Linked DNA regions of Triticum aestivum: region 1 is linked to region 2. The links are chromatin contacts, called in public Hi-C maps. All regions are on one chromosome and are shown on one strand. The core of a region is the stretch at or near the end of the contact, and the rest is flanking DNA. Distances in the headings are between cores, read along the strand shown.

The links. Hi-C and Micro-C count contacts between places; a contact is called where the count stands out from the background.
Region 1: a Hi-C map of leaf shows a contact between it and region 2, with 4 times the contacts expected there. The contact joins the promoter of LOC123164247 here to the promoter of LOC123168735 in region 2. A contact is called at or near these places in 2 of 5 Hi-C or Micro-C datasets (both in leaf) and 1 of 1 datasets of contacts at active chromatin or transcription factors (leaf).

Annotation. Positions count from the first base shown.
Region 1 is chr7D:451,395,832-451,398,943 of IWGSC CS RefSeq v2.1, forward strand. LOC123164247 reads right to left here and starts at 1,712. Exons shown (of 1, transcript XM_044581658.1): 1 at 759-1,712. The coding sequence starts at 1,567. The coding sequence ends at 1,139.
Region 2 is chr7D:450,808,596-450,812,001 of IWGSC CS RefSeq v2.1, forward strand. It overlaps LOC123168735 (putative disease resistance protein RGA1), which reads left to right and starts at 1,410. Exons shown (of 2, transcript XM_044586606.1): 1 at 1,410-1,585; 2 at 1,827-3,406. The coding sequence starts at 1,884. The coding sequence ends at 3,104.

The sequences.
Region 1 (3,112 bases), core at 462-2,961, 590 kb after region 2:
ATTTTAAAATTCCTAGGTACGACAAAGATATATACAGAGCACGGTAGAAACTCGCGTGCACACAGGCGGAAAAAACGTCGCCGGTCGCCATGCTACGCATACCGACGGCAGTGTCGGCTGCATGAATCCAAGGCCTGAGAAGAGAAACCCCGCATGTCAATGTCGGCACCGGTGGCAGGAACGGACGATGGTCCACGTCCAACTCGGCGAGCAGACGGGACCCGGCGACAGAGTCATGAAACGGAGGAGATCATCATGTGGCCGGCCCATGTGGTGTTTCTATTGTCTGCTGGCTGTTACTCGGACCTCCATGTGCCTGTCTTGCCCGCGTCACGCGCAATTATGAACGGGATCGATCCTTCTTGATTCTACTTTGTGTGCTAGGAAGCACGCCCTTGCAACTTTTTTCTCTCTCCATGATGATTTTTTTGTTTTTTTGAGAACCTCCATGATGAGTCATGTTTCACCTGTTTGGGCTACGAAAAAGGAGGAGGTCCAGCTAACAGAGTTGCCACCCCGGGATCAGTTTCTTGAGCCGACCGGTGCATGTTCCGGTCACCGGACCGACCCAATAGAACTACGCTCGGCTAACAGAGTTTGGAGCACATGAATTTCATAAGAACGGGCTGTGTGCGAGGCAGAGAAATTTATAACTCTTTTCTGCCTAGCAAAGTAAAAAAACTTCGCACCATAGCGTCGGCACCGCCTCACGAGCCAGAACAGAACGCGCACCGGCAGCATGAGCACACATGCGGCCATGCCCAAATGTTTTGCCGCCCAATTGATTGTTTATGGTTGCAGCTCCATACATGCAACAGTGCCAACACCTCACACTCACATGCAAGCAACCAACACCCAGCGGCTGCTGCTCAACAGCTCAAGAAAGGGACGGGGAAAAAATCATGCGCCAGATCAAGAAAGAACATCGCAGATCTCAGCAGCTGCTGCTGCTCACGGATCTGAACCCAGAAACTAACCAAAAAAAGAGGAACTAACCTGACACGTATAGACTACGTACGCAGTAACGCAGAGCAGAGTACAATACAAACCAACCAATATCAGTAGTATATCATCATCATCGTCACTCCAGTATAAACACAGCTCGCATGACATCCATCCGCCAAGGCCCGATCAAACTTTACGCCGCCGACCGTTGCCTCCTCTTCGGCTTGGCGCGGCCTCGGCGCGCCGCCGGGCCAGAGCCGGAGCCGGAGCCCCCGAAGATGGCGCAGAGGATGCAGCCGGACACCCTCGGCGACGGCGGGTCCACGTCCGGGGCCACCTCCTTGGTCCGGAACACCTGGGGATCGCGCTCCTCGTCCTTCTTCTTCTGGCCTTGCTGCTCCTTTTTCTGCTGCTGCTGCTTCTTGTCGTCGCCGCCACGGCGCAGCATCATCCCGACGCCGCCGGTGCTCCGGGAGCGCCGCATCTCCGGCTGGGCTTCATCCGTGCCGCCCTCGCCGGCGGCCTTCGCCTCGGCGCCCTCGGTCAGGAACCGCTCGTCCCACACCAGGCCCGACGAGCCGGACCTTCTGAAAGTGGAGGACGATCTCTGCAACCCTTCCATGTGTATGTACCTATCCGCCTCCCCTCTCCGCACAACGGACAAGCTTACTTATCTGCAAGCTACGGAGAAGAGAACGCAAGAGGCAAGGATGAGCTGAAGGATGTGTCTCTTGAGGGGTTGGTGCTTTGCCTTTGCCTTCTCTTGTGCGTGTGTGTATATATGTGAACCGAAAGGGACGGCCATTAACGTGTAGACAGGAGAGCAGTCAACAGCCGGTGGCACTGAAAGCTACCAGGGCCTGTCCCCTCCAATAACCTACTACTCTGTTAACAAACCTGTGCAGGGATTAGTCTACGTTCGGTTAAAACAGTACAGGGGCTGTCAGATTAAACTACTGTTCTGATCCACATGCGCCGGTAATACTTTTCCATCACAGGCATGTGGAGGGAAGAGAGCCCAGCTGTGCGCAAGAGCAACTGGTAAGGATAACCAAACCCACTACAGGGCCAAGACAATTCACAGAGAGCGACCTACACAAATGGATGCACTAGTTGGCGCTGATGTGAAGTGCCACTGATGTGTCAACACTTAACGCAACAGGGTCCAGGAAAAATATGTAAGGTGTATGCATGATATGCGTCGGCATAATAAAGATGGAAAAACATGTAAGGTGTATGTATGATATGCGTCGGCATAAAGATGATAAACATAGCCGAGAAAATTGTGCAGCAGGGATCTTACCTTTCATATGAACAATCGCCACCAGAATTCGGTTAATGGAGAAACAGTACGTCTGAATGAGGAGTGCAGAGGGCCCAAGAGAAATGAAGCAAAGGCAAATGGCAATTGTATTTCGGCTCCGGTCAGCATCAGCGAACAACCAATCATCATTACACGGGGTAGAGTGGTGGAAGGTGGCCCGAAGATTGTCAATAAAGAGATGTGTACAATCCACTAGCTAAAGGATATATAGAATGACTAGCTATATCATCTCAGAAAATGATACATACAGACTGCCAACGTTTTTCTTCCAATTTCTTCCTCCCCCTATATCCACTCATGTTGTTCTCCCTGGTAGCATTTCTCTGTCACACAAACTCCAGACCCTCTCTCCTTTCCATCATCGTTATCCCCAGTTGTTACCTCCCCATTCTCTCTCTTTCCACATGATTTCTTTCTGATGAGTGATAGGCTACTTGATTTCTCCAGCTGCCCCAACGCCAAGAAATATGTGGCGTGCGCTCGCTGATACAAGCACATCTGCTGTGAAATGGCGTGTGCTCGTTGATACCAATCACAACCTGCTATGAATGGTGAAAACTCCACAACATAACTCATCAGAGTTGCAACTTGCAAGGATTAATAGCACCGATAGTTATGGGTGTGTGAAGCTAAATTTGAAGTACTGGAGTTTTCTGTTAAAGGTGTACAAATATAGTTCTAAAGAAGTGTCAAGAGATGTGCTCAGTAGATACACCTAATTATCTGTACCACCGACAATTACTGCCTACCATCTGAGCCTGTGATGGCCCCATGACCAGTGAAGAGTGAAGACAGCTGAGCTGACTCAGCAGTCCAAAGCTCAAAATGCATGTACTTGATTAC
Region 2 (3,406 bases), core at 160-2,659:
CCGCCACAGGTATCTGGCCAGATTAACAATGGAGTGTGCAATTACTGAGAGCCCGCCTATAAGCAGTTTCCAGTAGTGTCCGTTGATGTGATTTGCGCCGGCAGAGGGCGTGTAGAGCCGTGTCTCCAGCGAGTCTTCCGGAATCCGGCCGATTTATTTGCGCCAGTGGTCAGTGGAGGATGTGTGGAGCCGTGTCTCCAGCGAGTCTGCCGAGATCCGGCCAGTTTATGTTTACGGTGCATCTGCCTGGGTTTGGCCGGCTTTCGTGGTCCTCAGGGCTTTGAAATATCCTTATTGGCGTTTTTTCCCTAGGGTGACGGTTTGCTTTGCAGATTACGATTGCCGGCGTCTCCTGGTCTGCATTGACTACTTCTCGGATGCTACTTCTGCAAGCTCCTGAGTTTCAATACTTTGCTCGCCGAGGCGACATCGAGCTATGCTCACGACACGCCACTTGTGGATGCAGGAGAAAGAAGACTTCGGCACCCACAACATTTTAAATGTAATTTTATTTTCTGTAAAGGTGTATTTGTAAGGACCTGTGATACTTAATATATGGCTTTGTGCCTTTTTTAAAGAACTAGGACAATGCTAGTGCATTGCAACGAGATATAAATATTTTAGTATGTTAGCTCGTGATTTATCTGTCCATATTAATATGATTGTGTAAATAAATATTTATCAAATTATGCGCTTGATTTACTTTATACTCACTCCGTTCCTTTATATAAGGTGTATTTGTTTCTTTGATAAAATTCCACAATGTAAGGTACATTTCTTATTCCTCGTAATTCTGTCTTTAGCCCTCTAAAAAAGGAAAGAATCTCTCCCCGATTGCATGTATCTCTCATTATAGAGAAGAAAAGAAAGTATCTCTCCTCCGATTGCGTGTATCTCTTCCTTTTCAAGCCTAAATGATTTACTTGCCACTAATCAATAATTTAGCCAAGGTTAATTTCGTCCTAAATTGTGTAAAATTATGTGTCTTGGTCACCGTGCCAAAAATTATACACCTTGCATAAAGGAATGGAGGGAGTAGTTTGATGAGAAGTTTGGTAAGTAAATTAAGGTGGAATTGACGCGGAAGGCAAGTAAACTAAGGTGATTGACTAACCCACGGGGAAGGTGCAAAAAAAAAAGATCAAGCGCTACTTTTTTAAGTAAAAAAAATAGAGAAAAAGGCACTGCAGGGTCATCCGAAGAACTGCAGCAACAAACATTGCTAGCACTAGGAGGTGACTTGACATATTCCGTCCAAAATTCATGAAACGGATGCGAGGCGACAACATACTATTTTACCCATCGCATCTGCCATCTGCAGGATGCGCCTACCCGTCTCTGTCTGGGCCGGCCACCAGCCAAGACTGGTCCATTCCATGAGTTGAAAAGCCCGACTCCACCATTCACGCATCGCCGGCTGACTGACCTTTCGTCTAATTGGAAAACAAAGTCCACCTCCTTATCTCTTGCCTACTTGCTTTACATGACTCTGTCTAAGAGCTTCAGCAAAGTTGTGCCCCTGCCCAGCTTTGCTACATTCTGCAGTTGTACTCTGATCGGCAGCTTGTCAATTTACCCGGGCAAGGTACTGTACTACTCCCTACTTTTAGCTTGTTATTGGCATGAACTGGAATTAAGCATGATTTCCTATAGCTCTAGTATATGTTGTTTGTTCGAAATCTAACAAATATCTCTGACTCCAGTATGTTGTTTGTTCGAAATCTAGCAAATATCTCTGACTCCAGTATGTTGATGTTGTTTGTTAACGAAGCTTGCCTCGTGTTTGTAAGAGGCAACCCTAACACATGTTATGCATGCTTTGCCAGCCTGCCGGATAAGCCGCGTCCTGTATTTTTGTGGAATTGTCTCTTCAGGTTGGTCAGATGGCAAGCATACTAGATTATCTTGTTAAATCATGTGCCAAGAAGTTGGAAGCTATCATTACAGATGAGGCAGTTCTGATTCTAGGAGTACAAGAAGACCTCAAACAAATGCAGCGAACAATGACCCAGATACAATGCTTTCTTGATGATGCCGAACAAAGGGGAACACGAGAGTCAGCAGTTAATAACTGGCTTGGTGAGCTGAGAGGTGATATGTATTATGCCGACGATATTGTCGACTTAGCGAGATCTGAAGGTGGGAAGCTTCTACTAGAACGGGATCCTTCATCATCATCAAGAAAGGCAACTAGTACATGCAGTGGCCTTCCGTTTCTCAATTGCATCTCTCCTATTCAGAAGCGTCACAAGATTGGTGTTCAAATCCGGGACTTCAATGCTCAACTTGACAAGATTTCAAAGTTGGGTGAAAGATTTCTCAAGCTTGAAAATATGCAGCCTAAACCACAAGCTCTGACTGTGAAGCATGTAAGAACTAGCCACCTTGTGGAGCCTAATCTTGTGGGAAAGGAAACTTTACATGCTTGCAAAAGTTTGGTTGAACTGGTTCTTGCACACAAGGGAAAGAAGCCATACAAGGTTGGTATTGTTGGAACAGGAGGGATTGGGAAGACAACTCTAGCCCAAAAAGTATATAATGACCGAGAATTAAAAGGAACCTTTAGCAACCAAGCATGGATATGTGTTTCTCAGGAGTACTCTGAAATATCTCTTTTGAAGGAAGTTCTGCGGAATTTTGGGGTACCCCATGAGCAAGATGAAACTGTGGGAGAGCTCAGCAGCAAGCTTGCAGTCGCCATCACAGATAAAAGTTTCTTCATTGTGTTGGACGATGTTTGGCAGCCTGCGGTCTGGACCAATTTACTGAGAACTCCATTACATGCTGCTGCAAGAGGAGTAATTCTAGTGACCACTCGGCATGATACAGTTGCACATGCAATTGGCGTAGAAGATGTACATCGAGTTGAATTGATGTCAGCAGATATAGGGTGGGAGCTGCTTTGGAAGAGTATGAACATTGATGAAGAAAGAGATGTGGAAAACCTTCGGAATATAGGGGTAGAAATTGTCCATAAATGTGGTGGACTTCCTCTCGCAATCAAGGTTACTGCTAGTGTTCTAGCAACTAAAGAGAAAAGTGAGAGGGAATGGAGAAAGGTTGCAAAAAGAAGTGCTTGGTCTAGGGGTAATCTCCAAACTTGAACTTAAAGTTTGTTGAGGGATTGAGTTTGCAGCAGCTGTGGCTGGATGCACAACATCTCTACCCTGTTGGCGCCGGGGCTTCAAGAGCAGCACAGGAAACTTAACGGCGAGGACATGGGTGTCTGCCTACACTACACCTACTCCCTCTGTTAACAAATATAAGACGTTCAAACTTTTTTGTGAATCGGATGTATATAGACACGTTTTAGTGTATTTGTTCACTCATGTCAGTCCATATGTAATCCATATTGAAATATGCAAAACATCTTATATTTGTAAACGGATGGAGTAGATGGCAGCGG